Linked DNA regions of Mus musculus: region 1 is linked to region 2. Evidence: chromatin contacts called from public Hi-C data. All regions are on one chromosome and are shown on one strand. Each heading gives the region's core, a stretch centred on a gene start, on an enhancer-like site or on the middle of the called end of the contact. The rest is flanking DNA. Distances are from core to core; before and after follow the strand shown. Region 1 holds the start of Rbbp6 (retinoblastoma binding protein 6, ubiquitin ligase). Region 2 holds the start of Ndufab1 (NADH:ubiquinone oxidoreductase subunit AB1).

Evidence for each region. Hi-C and Micro-C count contacts between places; a contact is called where the count stands out from the background.
Region 1: a Hi-C map of B cells shows a contact between it and region 2, with 13 read pairs. The contact joins the promoter of Rbbp6 here to the promoter of Ndufab1 in region 2. A contact is called at or near these places in 21 of 39 promoter capture datasets (the 3T3-L1 cell line, 3T3-L1-derived adipocytes, the C10 cell line and 12 more), 2 of 484 Hi-C or Micro-C datasets (B cells and muscle stem cells), 23 of 115 datasets of contacts at active chromatin or transcription factors (the SCID.adh cell line, T-cell acute lymphoblastic leukemia, acute myeloid leukemia and 14 more) and 4 of 9 other capture datasets (adipose tissue, embryonic stem cells, liver and 1 more).

Annotation. Positions count from the first base shown.
Region 1 is chr7:122,965,783-122,973,336 of GRCm38.p6, forward strand. Rbbp6 (retinoblastoma binding protein 6, ubiquitin ligase) reads left to right here and starts at 4,782. Exons shown (of 18, transcript NM_011247.2): 1 at 4,782-5,345. The coding sequence starts at 5,180. It overlaps 4930413G21Rik (RIKEN cDNA 4930413G21 gene), which reads right to left and starts at 4,677. Exons shown (of 1, transcript NR_045614.1): 1 at 3,276-4,677.
Region 2 is chr7:122,097,933-122,105,006 of GRCm38.p6, forward strand. It overlaps Ndufab1 (NADH:ubiquinone oxidoreductase subunit AB1), which reads right to left and starts at 3,916. Exons shown (of 5, transcript NM_001360744.1): 1 at 3,723-3,916. The coding sequence starts at 3,890.

The sequences.
Region 1 (7,554 bases), core at 3,532-6,031, 870 kb after region 2:
ATAGTCAGACATGACTGGATTATCTGGAGCACGTCCTGTAAGTCATTCTAATAAATCCCATATATGTAAGTCATATATGTATGTATATATACATATATATATGTATATATAAAGAGTATACATATATATACATATATGTGTGTATGTATGTATATATACATATATAGAGAGTATACATATATGTGTGTATATATGTGTGTATGTATATATGTGTGTGTGTATATATATATATATATATATATATATATAGAGAGAGAGAGAGAGAGAGAGAGAGATTCATACTATAAGTCCTGTTACTCTAGAGAACCCTAACTCATACAATGCCCTTTACTTTGCATTGAATTCCCACTGCGAATTACTTGTATTTGATACCATGTCCAGGTGCTCAGTGGGATCACATCCAGGTTTTCTTGCATACTAAACAAGCAATCTACCAATGGAAGGGATTACACAGAAAGCCCCAAATTGAGTAGTGTTTCTAAAAATCTAAAAATGAGCATCATCTTTATCTGCAATCAATCATAAAATATAGCTACTAAGAAAATTCAATCTAGGACCGTTGAGAGGACTCTGCATGTACTGGCACCCGTTGCTAACCCTGGCAATCTGGGTTTGATTCTCAGGGCCTACATGGTGGAAAGTGAGAACCAGGTCCTACACATTGTTGTCTGACCTACACATCAGTGGTAGCGCACGCCTTTAATCCCAGCACGAGGGAAGCAGAGGCAGGAAGATCTCTGAGTTCTAGGCCAGCCTGGTCTATAGTCTTGGAAAACAAAACAAAAAGTTCAAGGTCATCCATCAGTAGCTCCACAAAAACAAGCTGAAGAATAACCTGGGCTGCACGAGACTCTGTCTCAAAAACAAAGACTGAAAAACTTGTAACAAAGTGTTTTTGTGTTGCTGGGAATAGACTCAAAGGCAGCACTGAAGCAAGTAGTACTCTACCATTGACCCATGTTCCCAGCCCATCCCCCTTTCCCCACTTTTTTGGACAATATATTCCACTGAAAAGGTTGGATACTGTGTGATTCTCATTATGTCACGTTTTGGAAAAGGCCAAACTATGAGACCAATAAAAACATGAGTAACTGCCAGGCGTGGTTGCGCCCACGCCTTTAATCCCAGCACTTGGGAGGCAGAGGCAGGCGGATTTCTGAGTTCGAGGCCAGCCTGGTCTACAAAGTGAGTTCCAGGACAGCCAGGGGTATACAGAGAAACCTTGTCTCAAAAAACCAACCAAACAAAAAAAGGTAAGTAACTGCAGGAGTTTGAGGTTGGTAGGGAGGCGAGCATCAGAGCTGCCGATGTAACTCAGTGTAAGAATGCCAACTCCTCATGAAGGAGGCCCTATATACAAAACAAAATTCTTTATACAAAACAAAAAACATAGCCTGTTTAAAGCAGAGTGAACTGTGTTGTAAATTATGGACTTCAGCTAATAACAATAGAGTGATACTAGTTCCTCAATTGTAGCAAATTACCACACTAAAGCAAAATGGTAAACAAACAAACAAACGTCTATGAAAAGAGGGCATTTCTGTGGTACCCGAATGCTTACTCCTCAGTGTGTCTGAACCTCCAGAAAACAAAGTCTCTGAGGAAGAATAAGAAGAGCTTCGGCATATCCTACTGCATGATTCCGAGACACAAATTCCTCCTCTGATTAGATTCTGATACCTCAGGGTGTGGCCCAGGGATCAGGTGTTGGATTTGGTAAAGGAATTAACTATGGTGAGGAGTTGTAATTCTTTTTTTTTTTTTTAATTTTTTTTTCTTTAAAGATTTTTTTATTTATTTATTTGTTTATTTATTTATTATATGTAAGTACATTGTAGCTGTCTTCAGACACTCCAGAAGAGGGGGTCAGATCTTGTTACGGATGGTTGTGAGCCACCATGTGGTTGCTGGGATTTGAACTCTGCACCTTCGGAAGAGCAGTCGGGTGCTCTAACCCACTGAGCCATCTCACCAGCCCCAGGAATTGTAATTCTTACCACACTCACCAAAGACCCCTCTCTCTTACCAAAGACGAACTAGTTCCCTAGTTCCTTCTTCTGCAACTCTGTCCTCTTTCATTCAGGTTTTTTTGTTCTTGTTTTTGTTTTTTTGTTTTTTGTTTTTTGAGACAGGGTCTCACTCTGTAGCTCTGGTTGGCCTATTCCAGGATGCTCTGGAATTTACCAAGATCAGTCTGCCTGTGCCTCTCAAATGCTTGGGTACCAACATGCCTGACAGTCACCCGGGTTTTTAAGAAAGTCACCCTAGACCATAGAGAAAGAAATTTTGAATTACCGAAGAAAAGAGGGAGAAACTAATCACATAAAAATTAATCTATAAGTGACTTATTTAAGCTGTGTTTCTGTCTCTGGGGTTATCTCTGATGGTTAGCTAACATTGCCATGGTATTTCTATAGATAACATCAAAATGTACCTACAGTGTCCAAATACTCTTTCAAGACTTAGGAATGTCACAAAAATCGGGGTAAATTTCATGCTCTTAGCTGAGAGAATGGGAAAGATCATCCAACCAACAAAAACCCAGTAACACTGGCACTCTGTTTTTTTGTTTTTGTTTTGGTTTTTTTTTAAAGACAGGGTTTCTCTGTATAGCCTTGGCTGCCCTGGAACTCACTTTGTAGATCAGGCTGGCCTTGAACTCAGAAATCCGCCTGCCTCTGCGTCCCAAGTGCTGGGATTAAAGGCATGCACTACCACTGCCCGGCTCTGGCACTCTGGAAATTGAGGTAAGAAGATTGTGAGTTCAAGACCAGTCTGGGCTACATAGTGAAACCTCAGAACAAACAAGCAAAAAAATAATTAATAAGCCGGGCAGTAGTGGCACATACCTTTAATCCCAGCACTTGGGACGCAGAGTCAGGCAGATATCTGAGTTCGAGGCCAGCCTGGTCTACAGAGTGAGCTCCAGGACAGCTGAGGCTATACAGAGAAACCCTGTCTGGAAAAACCAAAAACCAAAACCAAACAAGAAAATTAATAATAAAAAAAAAAACAACAGAAGAACAAACAGGTATATTCCTTGCAGTTAAGAAGAAAATAAAGGCCAAAATCGATGACTATCTTAATAAGATGGCCTTAGGAAGGCGTTTCTGACAAGATGATTGACTTAAACCAAGTCAGAATCTGGGGCGTTAGCATTCAGGAAGTTTCTGAAAACTCTGCCACCTCTTGGATGTATGATTTTGTTCTCAGTTGCTGAACTTCCTTGAGCCTAGCCTGTAAAATTCAGAGGCTGGACATTGGACACTGTAAATGATAGTAATTGTACAGTTTTAATTTTTATTATTTATGAATTTATAAATGCAATATGTCCCGTATGCCACAAGAGAAAAAGAATGCCAACCCTCCTAAGGGACTTTGTAATTTAAAATGGAATGAGGACCCTGCAACCCAGCAAGCATTCCCTTCTTTGAAAACTCGAAAAATGCACGGCTGTTGGCTTTAGGTTTCTATCTTATAAATTGGAGATATTTTTTTGCTGTTGTTTATTTGACATTTATTAGGCCCCCTGTATTGAGGCACAGATATGCCAGGCATGGTCTTAAATATTGAAATATACTCATGGATTTAATTCTTTATTCTCTGACAGCGTCTTTGGGAGAACGGAGTTACTTCCGACCTAGGAGACTGGGCTCCAGAATTTGCAAACATCAGCGGTCAACGCGGTGCCTAGTACAAGGTAAGAGTCGGACACAGCTCTTAAGATGCTGCTGGTGGTGATGATGGTCCATTCTCACCAGCAGCTTTGGAAGAGCTCAGGGTATACAGTCTGTTAGGAGAGGAGTTGGTGAGCAGCCATCACAGTGATGAGACTCGTGCGTGGGTGGAATTCGCGGTTCACCCCCTCCGCACTTTGGGGCCTCCGCCGCTTAAGCGCCCCTTCCAGACCCGCCCGGTGGGACGGTCCGCCTCCCCCTCTCTGCGGACCCACGTAGTTTCTCCTGTTCTCCGCGTAGCCTCAGGTTCCACGCCGCAAGTCACAAAGCGCCGGGTCACGTGGGCGGGCCGGTGCGCTTTGTGACGCAGACGGCCCCGCCCCCGGCCCGCCTATCGGCGCACGCCCAAGCCCCGCCTCGCGTGCGCCGCCCGTGCAGTCCCTGCTTAAGAGACCCCGGAGTGGGGGCGCTCGCCCGAAGCCAGGCCGCGTCCGCCATAGTGCCTGGCGCGGAGGTGTCGTCGGCGCAGGGTGCGGGCCGGAGAGCGCCCGGGGTTGGGGGGGCAGAACAAAAAAAAAATAATAATAATAAAGAGGGAATCCAGCGACGCCCTCGCCGCCGCCCGACCGTTTCCGGGCTTCCCGACGCGGTCGTGGGCTCAGAGGCGACAGGAGCGGGAGCAGCGCGAGGAGCAGCAAGAGGAAGAGTCGGGCAGCCTCGGTGGTGTCCCCGGGGCCAACGAAGCCGCCTTCCGGGGCCCGGGGTGGTGAGGAAGGGCCTCGCGGCCTAGCTGGGCCCCGCACCGGCTTTGTGTCAGGCGGCGGCGGGGGGGAGGCGGAGCCGAACCGGGCGGCCGCTGGAAGGCCTCTCCTCCGCCGACCGCGCGATCTCGGCCTAGGCCGCGGGCCGCTCGTGGCCTCCGGGGAGCAGGCGCCAGGGTGTGTGTGCGGTGGGGGCCTGGGCCTGGGGACGCCGACGCCGGTCGTCCGGAAGCCGGGAGGAGGCGAGAGGCCGCTCGTGGACTCCGGGCCTAGGCCCTCTCCCCGCAACCTTCTCCCGGGGCCTGGGTCACCCCCATCCACGGAGAGAGACTAGCCGGGAGGTGCGGCCGCTATGGACCCCTGACCCCGCGGGGTCATTCGGACTCTAACGTGTGGACTGACCGCTACTGACTGCACCGCCTGCCCCCGTCTCCTGCCGGCCCTTAGCATGAGCGAGTGGGACCCAGCCGGGTGACATTGTGCCGGTTGGCGGATCCTCGATTGCCCCCTTTCCTGTCTTGCTCCTCCCTCATGAAGCGATTCTGAGTACGGGGGGTTCCGGATTATTGTTCTCACGGACCCCCGCTTGTGGTTGGGGGGGTATTTAATCTGAGGCCTTAGGGTCCTTCGTTGTCTTTTGAGTGTTTTGTGTGTGTACATATTTTGCTCTTAAGTTTATAAATATACATATATTGAGAGTGTCCACGTCTCCTCGCTGAACCTTAGGAATCTTTTGCCACAATGTCCTGTGTGCACTATAAATTTTCCTCTAAACTCAACTACGACACCGTCACTTTTGATGGGCTCCATATCTCCCTCTGCGATTTAAAGAAGCAGATTATGGGGAGAGAAAAGCTGAAAGCTGCCGATAGCGATCTGCAGATCACCAACGCACAGACGAAAGAAGGTAAGAGGCACACGGGCCGCAGATATTTATTGGGGGGAGGGGGGGGCGTCAAGGTTGGTATTTTAAGTTTCTTGTTTCAGGCTTGAACTCCATTCTTACCCGTTGTCATACACAGAGTTTCATTGATAGCCAAGGATTGCAGCACCCGACCTTGGAGTTTAACTGGCCTTCTGAATGCTGGGATCTGTCTTACCTAGCAGGCTGGTTTTCAAAATGGGGCCCCACCTCCTCCTTAATTAAAGTTTTTTAAACAGTGGGATTGGGTTGAAAAGAGAAAAGGGTTGCTACCTGAGTCTGTTGGGTGTTTGCCTTGTGGCCTTTCCCTAACTTGTTTTTCCATCAGGAGAGGAAAGCCTGTGTAAGGTTTCCTATTGGTTAAAGCAGCAGTAGATATAACTTGTTGGCTAATCTAGCAGCGTTTTGAAGCTGATAGCAATTGTCCACTGGCCTTTTATTTATTTATACGGGGTTGCTTGTAGAAAAGGTATTTTTGAGGATTTAGTTAGTGCTGGAATTGGTTTTGTATTTAAAAAAATGTTCTGAGGTGAACACTCTGAGGTGTAATTCCAGAATTAGTGATATTTACTCAAAAGTTATATTCTGTAGCCCAGACTGGCCTCCAACCCCAACAACCCCTTTTGAGCTTCCCAAGTGTGGGGAATGCAGGTGTTAGACCACACTTAACTGTTAAGCAGTTCAGAAAAGTTTCAAAGTGCAAGGCCCTGGGCTCTTCATCCGACACCACCAAAATATATGTGTGTGTGTTTTTCTAAAAAGAATGCTACCATGTGTGAATGTAAGTAAGCCACTGGTTATAAAATTTGAGCTCTTCATTTTAAAAGTAATTGGGTCTAGGTCCCATCTGTCTGTCTGTCTCTCTGATAGTTTCTCTGTGTAGTCCTGACTGCCCTGGAACTCGGATCCACCTGCTTCTGCCTCTCTAGTGCTGGGATTAAAGGTGTTGCGCCACCTTGAACTCGGATCTCTTGCCTCTGCCTTTGAGTGCTGAAATCAAAGGGGTGCACCACCACCCCTGAAAACATCATAGTACTGGGACTTGCTGCCTTTGAGTGCTGAAATCAAAGGGGTGCACCACCACCCCTGAAAACATCATAGTACTGGGACTTGAATGGTGGCAATGTCACAGTCTTCTCTGACTCTAAACTTGTTTTGCTTTCTTTTTCTCAGGGTAGTAATGCTCATGGGATGGGCTCTGTTAGACTTCTAACATTCATTGATAGTGTGAGAAGAGAGTTCTAAATGGAGTTGTTTTATTTATGTTATGGTCTTAATTTTTGGCCTTCTCTACTTAGATCAGGCTAGCCTCTGACTCAGATCAGCTTGCCTCTGACTCACAGATCAGCTTGCCTCTGCCTCCTGAGTGCTGGTATCAAAGACATGTTCCACCAAGCTAAATTTGATAAAAGGTGTGGGATAGGGTTTTTGGTGAGGTTTTGGGGTGTGGTCTCATCGCTATAGTCTGTAGTGTGGTAGGTCAACTAAATCTTGTCAGGTAGAAGACCAGTTTTTCATTTGTAGTACAGACATGCAAATTATAATACTAATATTGTCCGCCGGGCGGCGGTGGTGGTGGTGGTGGTGGTGGTGGTGGCGGCGGCAGCAGCAGCGCATGCCTTTAATCCCAGCACTTGGGAGGCAGAGGCAAGCGGATTTCTGAGTTGGAGGCCAGCCTAGTCTACAAAGTGAGTTCCAGGACAGCCAGGGCTACACAGAGAAACCCTGTCTCAGAAAAAAAGAAAAAGAAAAAAAAAAGAATATTGTCTGTTTTCCTTAAGTACCATTTTGATAATTGTATTTTTTGGTAATTTTACTTAGGAAGCGGAAAAGTTGCTTATGATATAAGCAGCTAAGAAATAAACCTTAAGTCCACCAAAGGCAGCCCTTAGTGTTAAAGTTTACTTTATAAAACACATGGCTTTTTAAGAATTTTTGGCTACATTGTTATAAAATGCTTCTTTAGGAATGAGAGGAAAGGTGATATAAATGAAATTAGGGGATGTTGGACACTTAATTATCATCTACACAGGTTTCAATTCATACAGTTGAATCATTTGAAACTAGGCTTTTTCCATCTTGCTGACAACCAACATTTAAAGGCAGCTTTTTGACTGGAGTAAGTTGTGATTCAAAAATTCTTGTCCACAAATTGACATCATGTGACTTTGCATTCTATTTCTAGCTGACGACA
Region 2 (7,074 bases), core at 2,666-5,165:
AGATTTCACCTACCAAGTATGGGAGAGCACTGTCTGTCTGGCAGGGCGTTTTAAGTTCTTAGTTTGCAGCTAAGCCTCTTCCACAGAAAATGAGTCTGCTGCTGGGCTTTTAATCCCAGACACTTGGGAGGGGAGGCAGGAGAAACAAGTTGAAAGCCAAGCTGAGCAATTTACTGATAACCTGTCTCAAAGTAAAGAGGGGCAGGGAGAGCAACTTGCTTAGCATGTATGAAACCCTGGGTTCAACACTGAAGGAGGAGGAAAAGGACAGCAATATGGATCAGAGGGTAAAGGTGCTTGCCAAAACCAGGCTCCCTCGAGTTATCCTCTGACCTGCACACACATGCTCACACTAAACAAATACGTGTGCGAGAGAGAAAGAGCTGGGTTTGCTTCTTGGCACTCATGACCCTGAGTGTGTCTATGAAAAATGATCTAAGAGCTGCTGTGGTGTCAAATGTTGTAACCCTAACACTTGGGAGCCTGAGGTAGGACTTTCCAGAGTCCAGGCAAGCCTATGTATAGCAAGGACATACGTAAGACTAAACCTATGTACACGTCCTTATCAAGATATACTTACCTTGCAGCAGACTCATTTAATCAGCAAACTAGAGAGATTAGCTGAAGAGATAGAGTATAGATGATTTCCGAATAAGTAGGCGGGGCACTTTTTTGTGTCTAAATCCACTGATCCTTTTATACTATGTATCAGAGGCCTTCAATAGGGACACAACACCAATCCTACTCATTACAATGACCTAAAGAAGTCACAGATAAGATGAAGCAGACAAGAGGCTCAGTGGTTAAGAGCACTGACTGCTCTTCTGAAGGTCCTGCGTTCAAATCCCAGCAACCACATGGTGGCTCACAACCATCTGTAATGAGATCTGACGCCCTCTTCTGGTGCATCTGAAGACAGCTACAGTGTACTTAGATATAATAATAAATAAATCTTTAAAAAAAAGATGAAGCAGACAGGAATAAGAGAAAGGGAGAAATATGTTAATGGTGAGAATGACAGAAAAGTCTGAGGTAGGAGGATCTAACATATCCCATGTGCATATCAAGGAGTTGAAAAGAGATTAGAAACTATTAAGGAATTGGGGTTGAGGGCTTGTCCAGCATGAGTGAGACCCCAGGTTCAATTTCCAGACTGTAAAGAAAAGAAGATCCAAGCAGATTTGGAAAGACATGGTGGTTCAGGGCTGCAGTCCTAGTACTTGGGAGGGTGAGGCAGAGTAACATATTCTCACCAACCTGAGTTCCAAGGCTAGACTGAGATAAAGTGAGACTGTCTCAAAGACAACAGTCACAGAAAACACAGGGCTGGTATGAAGTGGAATTAACATGGAAGAGAAGAAACAGTGCCGAGAACAGGCCGTGAGAAAAGTGGTTGGGAGTGTCTTATAGGTATGCAGTTACTAATGTAGGCCACTAGGTGTCAGTAGCTCACCAGGCATCACTGGTAGGTTCCTACAGGGCCAGGTGTATGCCCAAAGATTGACTATGGTAGTATAAGCACTTTACCTTTTACAATGAAACTGACACAGGATGGTTAGGTATCCTGCCCCAAGTTCCCCTGCATTCCCTCTTGGAGTAGCGAAACCACCTTCTCCTGCCAGAGGTTAGAAAAGCACCTTCCGGTGCTGGTGAGATGGCTCAGAGGTTAAGAGCACTGACTGCTCTTCCAAAGGTCCTGAGTTCAAATCCCAGCAACCAAATGATGGCTTACAACCATCCGTAACAAAAATCTGATGCCCTCTTCTGGAGTGTCTGAAGACAGCTACAGTGTACACACATATAATAAATAAATAAATCTTAAAAAAAAAAAAAAGAAAAGCACCTTCCCTGTGGTCAAAACAGGTTGTCTCAGCAGCGTTCTTCCCCAGACTCACATGTGACATAAATCGTCTCTAAGCACCAAAGATGGCACTATGTGCAGTGACTGTAAGCTGGCCTGATCCTGATGAGTTACCATCAGAGTCTATCTTGCTCCCCTTTGTCTTCTGTTTATGAAAAAAGCTTTAAAGGCCATGTCTGTCACCTGCTCACTGCAAACCTCTGGAAATGAAGCACCTCAAACACAGCTGTTTGACATAAACCCTCGCCTCTTCAAAACTCTCCCTTGTTCTACTCTCCATATTCTGGAAACTTCCAAGCCAACTGATTTCACTCATCTAAGCTGGGTGAGTCAGAGAAAACCCTTTAACAAAGCTTGCTTACCATCTGCTTTCTGGCTGTGCAGAGGACATCCACAGTCCAATAACAAATCTAAAATGTTTTGCAAACAACTGTGTCTCCACATCTGTGAATGACCGTAACCAAAACCATTCTGTAAGCATAAAGCAGTTCCTCTACTATCTGTATAAAGCAGACAGAGAGCACACCACCTGTTCAAAGCATGGTCCCAGGACCCCATCTAGAAAGCCCACAAAAATACTTTATGCACAACTTAAGTTTGAGAAGTAACATTTTAGCTTAATCTGAAATTGGTCTCTAGATCCTAAGGCACAGCAGCTTTACTGCCCTTTTTTTTTTTTTAAAGATTTATTTATTACATGTAAGTACACTGTAGCTGTCTTCAGACACACCAGAAGAGGGCGAAATATCTCGTTACAGATGGTTGTGAGCCACCATGTGGTTGCTGGGATTTGAACTCTGGACCTTCGGAAGAGCAGTCGGGTGCTCTTACCCACTGAGCCATCTCACCAGCCCCCTTTACTGCCCTTTTAACACTTTTATAATGACAACCTTTTGGTCTAGCCAATGGGACAATGGCCTGCCTATCTATTACACTGTCGGTGAATCTCAACACAGGATGTAGAACCTTAGCTCTTCTTGTAGCGTGCAGGTGTGACTGAAACCACTACTTCAGGAAGGTCACTGAGTATGAGAATCGGTTCTTCAACTTGGCCCAAAGTCTACTACAGTACTTCCTAACCTTGCATGCACACTGGAACTTAAAACGCCATGCCAGGGCTTGATACCAGCGGAAAGAGTCAGAAGGGGAGCGGGAAGAGGGCTAGTTAGGGTTGAAAGTGACATCCTCACAGAGTTTAAGCCCCACACTGGTTTCATCAAATATGCAAACTACACAGGACTTGTTTCCTATCCTTACTTCCAGAAAGTTCACAGACAAAAGGTGCCACAGGGGGGAAATTACAATAGAACTCTGGGAACCTAGAGAATACTCTGCAGAGGACTATTATGGGCAAGTGGCTTTCCTCTTGTGTACGTCCTTGGAAGTGACCACGGTAATTGCCAATCGCAGTAGGTGCTCTACTCGAACTCTCACCTAAACTTCATTGCCACTCCGCAAGGATGAGAGCTGGTGTCCAATTTTGTTCTTCAGTCAAGACTGGGTCAAAAGCCGGGCATGGTGGCGCACGCCTTTAATCCCAGCACTCGAGAGGCAGAGGCAGGAGGATTTCTGAGTTCAAGGCCAGCCTGGTCTACAAAGTGAGTTCCAGGATAGCCAGGGCTATACAGAGTCTCGAAAAACCAAAAAAAAAAAAAAAAAAAAAAAAAAAAGACTGGGTCAAAGTCCTGTGCTCTAATCATAAGACACTTAGCTTCGCGACAGGGGTCAACCAAAACCCGTCAGGCAGTGGGGCTAGCCGTGTACCCCATCACCCCTGCAGGTTCTGTGCAGCCCCTCCCCCAACCCGGACGGCCCGGGGCCCTGACCCCTGACTAGCCCCGGCAAAGTCACCGCAAGTCACCTGCGCGAGCGCCAAGGCGGACTGCAGAGCCCCGGGTCTCCTCCGGATTCCCTCAGGGCATAGGGTGGTGCTGAGCGGCCGCGCCAAGGCCAACGTGGGAAGCCGGGGCAGCGGCGCGAAGGCCGCGGGCAGGCGGCGGACACAGGCGCAGAGGACACGAGACGCCATGGCTACGCCAACCCAGGATGCACTGCGCCGCAGCCTCCCGCCGCGGCCGCAGCTAGCGCCGTACGCCGGCGACGTACAGAGCGGCGCTTGAGGGCTGCGCGGGCGCGGGCGGACCCTAGCGGCTCCCAGCCGCGCTGCACCCACCTCCTTTAGAAGGACAAGGGCTGCTGTGGTTGCAACTGCACAAATGCCATCTAACCCTAAACACTGTCACTGACCCAAAAGAGAAACCGACTTGATTCTTCTCCCAAAGTTCTGAAATATATTGTTGGCTGTCAGTAGAGAGGAAGCGCCTAGCCTCGCCGAGACTTGAAGTAGCGAGGTACCCAGGGGGGTCCCCACCATCTCAGAGACGGAGAAGGGGATGGGGATGGGGGAAGGATTGTGGGAGGGGCTGACCGGGAGCGGGGAGGTAAAGTGAATAATTAAAAAATAAATAAATAAAGAGAAGTTTTAGGCAATCAACAATATGGGTTGGCCCACAATCAGCGAAAGGGGCACTCTCAAGCCTCAAATTAATTCATTAAATAAGGTTTTTCCTCCTAAATAAAAAGGATAGAGAATTTGAGAGGGGAATATGCTAGATTGTGAATTTTATAATGTCTAGCCTATGGGAGAAAGAGGCAGGAATTTCAGGGCAAAATCAACTCGACAGTAATTTTTTGCCTTTTCTTTGTGTCCCTTTCTGCAGAATGGTATATTAAAACTGCATCATTTTCAGAAAAAAAAAAAAAGTTGGGTGGGGATCATGGCATAGTGGCAAACAACATTAATACCATCACTCTGCAGCCAGGAGGATCTCTGAGAGTTGAAGAACACCCTGGTCTACACTGCAAGTTCCAAGCCAGCCAGGGCTACATAGTGAAACCCTATCTCTGAAAAATAAAATATGTCACGTTTCTCCCATAGCGCTAAGATTTTGTTATTGTTGTTTCAGTGAAAACTCAGTACACATTATAAGTGTGAGTTTTAAGACTAGTAGCCAAGTAGGTGTGACTGTCACGTCCTCATTCCCAACTCCAGAGGCTGAGGCAGGAGGATCATCTTATGGTGGTAGCCTAGACTACATAGCAAGGCCCTGTCTCAAAATAGATAAATAAACAAATAACCCCCCCCTCCACAAACCTCCCAAACTCCGTGTGCTTACAGTAACCTGGAGACCAGGAAATGGTGAAGTACAACAGTACATATTTTAAATTTTGATAATGCATGGATGTAGGGAATTTGCCTAGCATGACCGTTCTAGGTTCAGTCTGCAGTACAGCCAAAAGCGAAACTGGACAATGTGTGTATATTACAGATTAGGCAGGTTACTTACAGCTTTGCAGGTAGAATTCATTTTGACACTTCAGGATCTGAGACGGTGAACAAAAATGGACAAGTGAAGCCCACACACCAACTAGACACTAAGCAGGCAGACACCAAAGTCAAACTCCTGCACTAACGCACCTTCAAAGTGCCCTTTCCTTTGTTTTCAGCTAAGACTTTCTGGTGTAAGTTGAACATGCCTAGAAGCGGCCCTGTTCATCCCTCTCAATATCAGAAACGTGTACCCCATAACCTAAAAAATGTGCCTAGTACCTTCATCAATGATTTAAACTGAGCATGCTCAGAAGTCAGTGTGGGGATAAAAGTGTGATTACAAATGGGCCAACCTCCGTGTGGATATATGTGGAGGGGCTCACTGATAACGTTCCTCAGTGGCTTTGTTTAATGAGTTTCTTCCTTTGAGAAGAACCCCTTGGCTTGCCTGACTGATGCGGGCACTGCATTTTACTATGTCTCAGCTGTGCTACTGGGTAAAGCAGTGTTTCCTGAGGATCAGTCACTTGGACTAACATCCCCCTCAGACTTGACTTGACTACTTTCCAAAGAGGCCCTCTTCTAGCAACAAGTATAATAACTTTTGGAATTCACTCAGCACACAGTTAATGTAGCCTGACTTCTGGAGATCTGTGACACTAGTCTCTTGTTTAAAGATTATCAGCATAGCCAGGCGTGGTGGCACACGCCTTTAATCCCAGCAGTCAGGAAGCAGAGGCAGGCAGATTTCGGAGTTCGAGACCAGCCTGGTCTACAAAGTGAGTTCCAGGACAGCCAAGGCTACACAGAGAAACCCTGTCTCAAAAAGCAAACAAAAAAAAAAAAAAAGAGAGAGAGAGAGAGAGAGATCATGAGCATTAAAAAAATTGGGAGTATTCAAGGAAAAACAATTGGGAGGAGGGGTCATAGTATTGTGAAGACTTCAGCCTACAATAACTGCCATCTCAACCAAAGATCCTGACCTTTCCTGTGAGGAGTGGGAATGGTTTATGGGGCCCTGTGATGCTATGGCCGGGAACCTTAGCTAAGGCATGGCCACTGCATGGCCTGTGTGTTTCCTTCCACCCAACTCCTAGATTTTGTTAAAGTTATTTAGTATTTGAAATCCAGATGATTTAATAACCACTTCCAACTTAAAGTTTCTCTTTGTATAGCAACAGACATGTGTGTTGGTTTTTTGGTTTTCTTTTGATTCTTTCTTTCTTTTCTTTCTTTTTTTTTTCCCCCCGGAGACAGGGTTTCTCTGTGTAGCCCTGGCTGTCCTGGAACTCACTCTGTAGACCCGGCTGGCTTTGAACTCAGAGATCTGCCTGCCTCTGCCTCCCAAGTGCTGGGATTAAAGGCACACACCACCACTGCCCCACTATTTTTTGTTTGCTTGTTTTTTTAATTGTTTTGTTTGTGTGTTAAGCCGAAGGGCCATTTTACTAGTTTGAGAGAGAAACAAGGCAGGGGAGTTGTAAATACAGACAGCTGCTAGGAGGAGGGTCATGGCAGGGAGGGAGAAAGCCGTGCCTTCTGGGTCAGGCACGGAAGTCAAAGGGCAACTGTAGAAAAAAGGGCGGCTCTTCATAGAGACAGTGAGAAAATCCAGAGTGCCAAGGAAATCATACTTAGGCATTTTCTTTTCTTTTTTCTTATTTTGGTTTTTCGAGACAGGGTTTCTCTGTGTTGCTCTGGCTGTCCTGGAACTCACTCTGTAGACCAGGCTAGCCTCGAACTAGGGAAGATGAGTAATTAAGAGGCGTCCTAGATAAGCCGGGCACACTCGTGCACACCTGTCATCCCAGCACTTGAAAGGACAAAATAAGAGAACCTGGAGTTCAAGGTCAGGCTTGGCCACATAGCAAAACCATCTCAA